Regions from separate parts of the Mus musculus genome. Here region 2 is linked to region 1. The links are chromatin contacts, called in public Hi-C maps. All regions are on one chromosome and are shown on one strand. Each heading gives the region's core, a stretch centred on a gene start, on an enhancer-like site or on the middle of the called end of the contact. The rest is flanking DNA. Distances are from core to core; before and after follow the strand shown.

Evidence for each region. Hi-C and Micro-C count contacts between places; a contact is called where the count stands out from the background.
Region 2: a contact with region 1 is called in a Hi-C map of group 2 innate lymphoid cells, with 4 times the contacts expected there. The contact joins two enhancer-like sites. A contact is called at or near these places in 1 of 15 datasets of contacts at CTCF or cohesin (embryonic stem cells), 21 of 484 Hi-C or Micro-C datasets (the C2C12 cell line, CD4 T cells, CD8 T cells and 14 more), 2 of 115 datasets of contacts at active chromatin or transcription factors (embryonic stem cells and large pre-B cells) and 1 of 9 other capture datasets (embryonic stem cells).

What each region holds. Positions count from the first base shown.
Region 1 is chr4:10,917,571-10,920,596 of GRCm38.p6, forward strand. No RefSeq gene overlaps it. Among named protein-coding and RNA genes, the nearest start is that of 2610301B20Rik, 45 kb to the left of the region's middle. Within about 2 kb of position 1,636, at least 94 of the 459 cell types and tissues checked have an H3K27ac peak or open chromatin away from gene starts, as enhancers often do. A contact at or near this core is called in CD8 T cells, group 2 innate lymphoid cells, pro-B cells and 1 more, where this site is marked.
Region 2 is chr4:11,454,011-11,456,818 of GRCm38.p6, forward strand. No RefSeq gene overlaps it. Among named protein-coding and RNA genes, the nearest start is that of Virma, 31 kb to the right of the region's middle. Within about 2 kb of position 1,286, at least 163 of the 459 cell types and tissues checked have an H3K27ac peak or open chromatin away from gene starts, as enhancers often do. A contact at or near this core is called in CD8 T cells, group 2 innate lymphoid cells, pro-B cells and 1 more, where this site is marked.

The DNA of each region.
Region 1 (3,026 bases), core at 386-2,885:
GCAGACATGTGTGTGTACACACAGGCAAGCAGATATGTGTGTACACACAGGCAAGCAGACATGTGTGTGTACACACAGGCAAGCAGACATGTGTGTGTACACACAGGCAAGCAGACATGTGTGTGTACACACAGGCAAGCAGACATGTGTGTGTACACACAGATAAGCAGACATGTGTGTGTACACACAGGCAAGCAGACATGTGTGTGTACACACAGACAAGCAGACATGTGTGTGTGTGTGTGTACATACAGACAAGCAGACATGTGTGTACACACAGGCAAGCAGACATGTGTGTATACACACAGGCAAGCAGACATGTGTGTGTGTGTACATACAGACAAGCAGACATGTGTGTACGTACACACAGACAAGCAGGCATGTATATGTACACACAGACAAGCAGACATGTGTATGTACACACAGACAAGCAGACATGTGTGTGTACACACAGACAAGCAGACGTGTGTACACACACACACACACATACTTTTTTTTAAGTTACAGTTAAGCGAGGCATAGTGGCTCATACCTAGAATACCAGCCAGCACTCAAGAACCGGACACAAGAAAATGGCTAGTTTCAGGCCAAGCTGGACTGCTCTGTGGGACCCTGTCTTTTAAAAATAATAATATAATGGAGCCCAGACAGAGTCAGAGCGATGGCACAGGTAAGGTCTCAAGGCAGCCTACATGAGCAAGGGGCCCATAACAGAGCTGCCTTGATTAATCTCCACATTTTATTGCCAAGATCCACCTACAGTAGATTTCCCAGTGGACTGAATGTCTCACAGCTGGGACCTAGCACTGTGAGCATGAGGACTAAGTCTGGCCAGGCCCTCTCTTTACCTGGCCCTCATCCCCTCCTTGTCCCTTCTTGCTCCACTGGCCCCACACCCTGAAGCCTGCAAGTGTTCACTGCTCAATCCCTGAGGAGGCCCAGAAGAAGGAAGCCACGAGAAGCCGGCCACGGCCGCAGGCACCTGTTTCCTCACCTTAACAGACAAGTCGGAGGCTGGCCAAGTAACTGAGGCTTAGCATGTCATCGTCTACAGGACCTAAATTTAGAAACACTATCCCTCCCACCGTATGCACAGAGGCCACCTCACATCTGGATAGCTACCCTGTGAGCTACCATGAGGACAGGTCCTTTCACAGGACTTGGGGTCAGGAACAAGCATGGGAGAAAACAAGGCCCCCCCTAGACCAGGCTTGGGCGGTGCTGGAAGCCACTGGACTGTCTGTCACCAGACTCCAACCTCCAGGGGAAGGTTTCATAACTTCTTTGGGACATGTAATTGCGTTAGCACACATATATGGGAAGGCGGGAAAATGTGAGTGAGAACCACATTTCCTGCACTCCACAGCCAGGTCTGGGAGGTCCGGGGGACCCTGTTCCTACACCCTCCCTCAGAACTCCATGACCTTTCTGATATACTGAAGCTGCCTAGCTCATGTGTATGTGTGCTTCCATTAAAAGTTGCTTTCATTATCTTCTGGAAGATGGTCCATGCGTAAAAGAAGCAAAGAGGCTACCAGTTTTTCTGGTTCCGTGGGGCCTCCATCGAACCAGTCTGTTGCAGATCAGCCCAAGTCCTCAGATGTGAAGCACTTCCTGTCTCTTGGGTCAAAGGTGAGTCCCAGGCCCTGCTGGGGACATCGGCTTCCTCTGTTCAGTCAGTTGCTTGTTAGACACAGGGTCCAGTTTCCTCCTCACAACCGCAGGATAGGACAGCTGCAAGCACACATCTGTGCTCTGCTGGTGGGCCAGCCAGGCTCACACCAATCCTCTCCTCTGAACAAAAGGAAGGAGATAAGGCCTCCCAGGAGCCCCAGTGCTCTCCACAGAGTAGTTTGTGTACAGTCACTGCCATCTGCTGCTTTTCATTTGTCAGCTAGAACACTAGCCGGTCTCTGAACCTACTCAGGCTCTCACCTGAGAGCAGCCATGCCCAACCCTGGTCACCAAACCCCTCACTACATCTCAGGACTCTGTGTCCACTTCCTCTTTGGGCCTGGGCTAATTTAGTAAGCCTCATCTTTCTAATTCCTTGCAAGAGCCACAAAAAAGTCAGCCTATGCTTCTAGCTCACAGTGGCTCGCAGAACATGGCATGGAGGCCACCCCAGCTGACACCAAATCCCAGCTAGGATCCTGACTCTGGCACTGCTGGGAGTCACTCAACACAGACATCAGTCCCGTTCTTCAGCATCCGTCCATCTGTTTCTTTTTCTTCAGATGTCTGGTCATATGGTGGAAATGGCAGAGTGCTCTTTAAAAACAGATCTACCACATGTCCATGTGACAATTATCTCTGAAAGTCAAGGGACTGTCTACCCTGCTTCCATTGGATTTGAGAAGGGACAGCAACAGACAGAAGAGCCAGAAGAAGGGTGGCCTCCTCCTCACTGTGCTAGTCACTGACGAGCCAAAGGGATGACCAGGAAGCCCTGGCAGCATCGAAGTTCTTTCTTGGTAGCAAAACTGGCACACAGCAAAGAGCCAGCCACCAGTTTCCACTGACTACACAGAGGCTGTGCTTACCAATGTCACTTTGCTCACTAAACATCAGACCATCTATGGCCTTCTTCAAGACAAGCCCTGGGTGACTCACCTCCCAGACCCCAAGCAGTCTGCCTCTAGGGTGTTTGTCTAGATAGAAGGCCACCACTCCTGAGAGTGTAATGACACCCCACCCCCACAGAAGCAGCTTCTCCTGTGTGTTGCTTCACACCGGAAAAATGCTAGAGGGAGATCGGTCACGGTCACAGTGTCCGTGGAATTGAAGAAGTGGGGGAAAAGGGGATGCTTGGAGCCTTGTCACTCCCAGTAAACCACCTGGGGCATCCTCTGGGATGCATACTCTGTGTCTCACCCATGTCAACCTGCAGGTCACTGAGTCATTCAGACTGGAGACAGGAACGTCTGAGAAACTTTGAGTCCACAGAACTCTGTGAGTGCTTAAGTCAGACGCAAAGCTTTCTGAACATTTCCCCCCAGCCTCCCACACAGTGGCCATGAGGAAAC
Region 2 (2,808 bases), core at 36-2,535, 540 kb after region 1:
TCTCCTGGCCAGATCCAGTCAGTACACTGCGGTGATTCCCAGGCTGCTTTCGTGGCTCTAAATCCTTACCATCCTTCTGTCGTTCTCCTTTGAGGAAGGTCTTTATCTGTCAGAGAGCTTCAGTTTAGAGATTTCTTTCCCTTTCCCTTCCCCTTTCCCTTCCCCTTTCCCTTTCCCTTCCCCTTTCCCTTCCCCTTCCCCTTCCCCTTTCCCTTTCCCTTTCTCTTTTTCTCCTTTTCTCCTTCTTTTTCTTTTTCTTTTTCTTTTTCTTTTTCTTTTTCTTTTTCTTTTTCTTTTTCTTTTTCTTTTTCTTTTTCTTTTTCTTTCTGATCAAGCATTCTGTCCTAAACTTTAGGACAACGTTAGCATTTTGGTTTGAATCCCATAAGGACGCAAGTAGAAGACAAGGTTTGAGTGCATGAAACATTGAGACAGTGAGACCCACAGGAACGTGCCAACATCAGCCAGTGAACTGGGAAATAGAAAATGATCGCTGACATCCGTATTTTCAATTTCTTGAGGAACAAGTAAAACACTGTGCTTATTTGTATTTTGTTAAGGAATATCTGTTTAGTCTTGTGATTTTTAAGTTGTAAACTTCATGAGTGCAGGAGTTTGCTTGTTTGAGACAGAGGCTCCCTAAATAGCCTAGGCTGGCATCAAACTCACAATCCTCCTGCCTCAGACTCCCATTGTTGAAAATTACAGTCGTGTGCCCAATAATACCTAGGTAGTATAATAGTTTTAAAATAATATAAATATAAATAATATTAATGTTCTCACTAGGTAACAAAGCAACTTAAGGAAGGAAGGGTTTAATGTAGGCTCACAGTCTACCATGGGTGGGAAGGCACCCAGGCGGGGACGTGGACACATGGTGTTTGATGCTAGGACACCCAGAGGAGAGCTAATGTTCAACTTTCTTTCTTTCTCCCCACCCCCACTCACCCCAGGACACCAGCCGTGGACTGATACTTCCCTCATGTAGAGTAAATCTTTCCAGCTCATTGGACTGAATCTAGAAACCCCACGTTCCCCCAAAGACATGCCCAGCGTTTGATTCCTAGATCCTGTCGACAGTATCAACGCTCATACTAGCGGTCCGGAATGTTAGATACTGGTCACCTAACTCTGGAACCTGATTTCTCATCCTATAGAAAAGCAGTTAGTCAGAAAGCCCTGACTAAACTCAAGTGCCAAATCGCAGCAGTGAGATGATGAGGAGGCAGGAATCCGAGCAAGGGCTTCATTGTTGTTGGCTGTAACTGGTGAAGGGGCGTAGCTTGGGCACTGGCCAATCTGAGGCAAGGAGGAAGCGGCCATAGGTGAATGAATACAGTCTCGTGTGGCAAGTCCTGTGGGGAAGTGAGTGTGCTTTCTTTCTTCCTAGAGCCTGTGACCAGCCCTCAGGGAGATGACATGTGCCGCAACATTCTTTCTGTGACCCTGTGCGGGCAGTGGTGATACACGCTCATGCTTGGTCCGTGCAGGTCCTCTGAGCTTTCCTGCATGTGGCTCCTCTGCCAACCCCTCTCCTCAGTCTATCTATGCAAGACTGGCTTCTGATCCCACGAGTCGCTTATTAAGTGTAACTGTGTTATGTAGTTCCTTCACCACACCGCCGATTCTCCCTCGGGACTCTGTTTGCTTTCTTCCTTGTGGCTTTTAATTTTTAATTGAATTTATTGATTTTCATAATAGCCTGTTTGAGCTTTTGTATCAAAGTACCATAAATTCGATAGGTTATAAGCCATAAAAAATTATTTCTCACCCTTCTGGAGCCTGGGAGTCTGAGAACAGGTTGCAGGCCACGCAGGATGGGGGCTTCGAAATCTGGAATTAGTATTCAATGAACAGGATAGCCAAGAGGAAGGCTGGAAGCTATTTCTTCTGGAGCAACTCCCAACAGATAGATCATGCACAGGAAAGTGAGTGCTAAGAAAATGGCCTTTCCTGCAGCTAGGGAGATGGCTCAGTGATTGAAAGAACTTACTGTTCCATTCCCAGCACGAGCATGACGGCTCACAATTGTCTACAACACTAGCTCTGGGGGATCTGAGATTACTAGGTCCACACATGGAACCTGCACATACACACATGTAGGCATACAGGTAAAATACAAGTAACATTATGCAGAGCAAGTTACATTTAGGAATGTGTATGTATCTACACATACATATATGCAATATATATGTATGTACCCATACATATATGCATATAGCAACAATTAATTAAAAAAAAGAGGCCATGAATTTGAAAGAGAGCAAGGAGGGACATGTGGGAAGGTTTGGAGGGAGGAAAGAGGAAGGCAAAATATTATAATTATACTCCTAAAAATAAAAGAAATAAAAAATAAATATTTTTTTACAAATAAATAGAAGGCTGCCTTACCTTTTGAACTACCACCCTGCTCCATAGCTTCTTTTCCCTTTTTCTTTCTTTTTTCTTTTCTTTTTTTTTTCTTTTTTTTTTCTTTTGAGACAGGTTTTCTCTGTGTAACAGTCCAGGCTGCCCTGGAAACTCTCTCTCTCCCTCTCTCTCCCTCTCTCTCTCTCTCTCTGATTTATTATGTATACAACATTCTGCCTCCATGTATGGCTGCTGATCAGAAGAGGGCACCAGATCTCATTATAGATGGTTATGAGCCACCATGTGGTTGCTGGGAATTGAACTCAAGACCTCTGGAAGACTCAGTGCTCCCAACTGCTGAGCCATCTCTCTAGCCACTTATTTTTTATTATGACTTGTCCAGTCCCCCCAATTAATTGAGGCAGAACCCTAAGGATTTATTTAGCATGCTTTACTGGG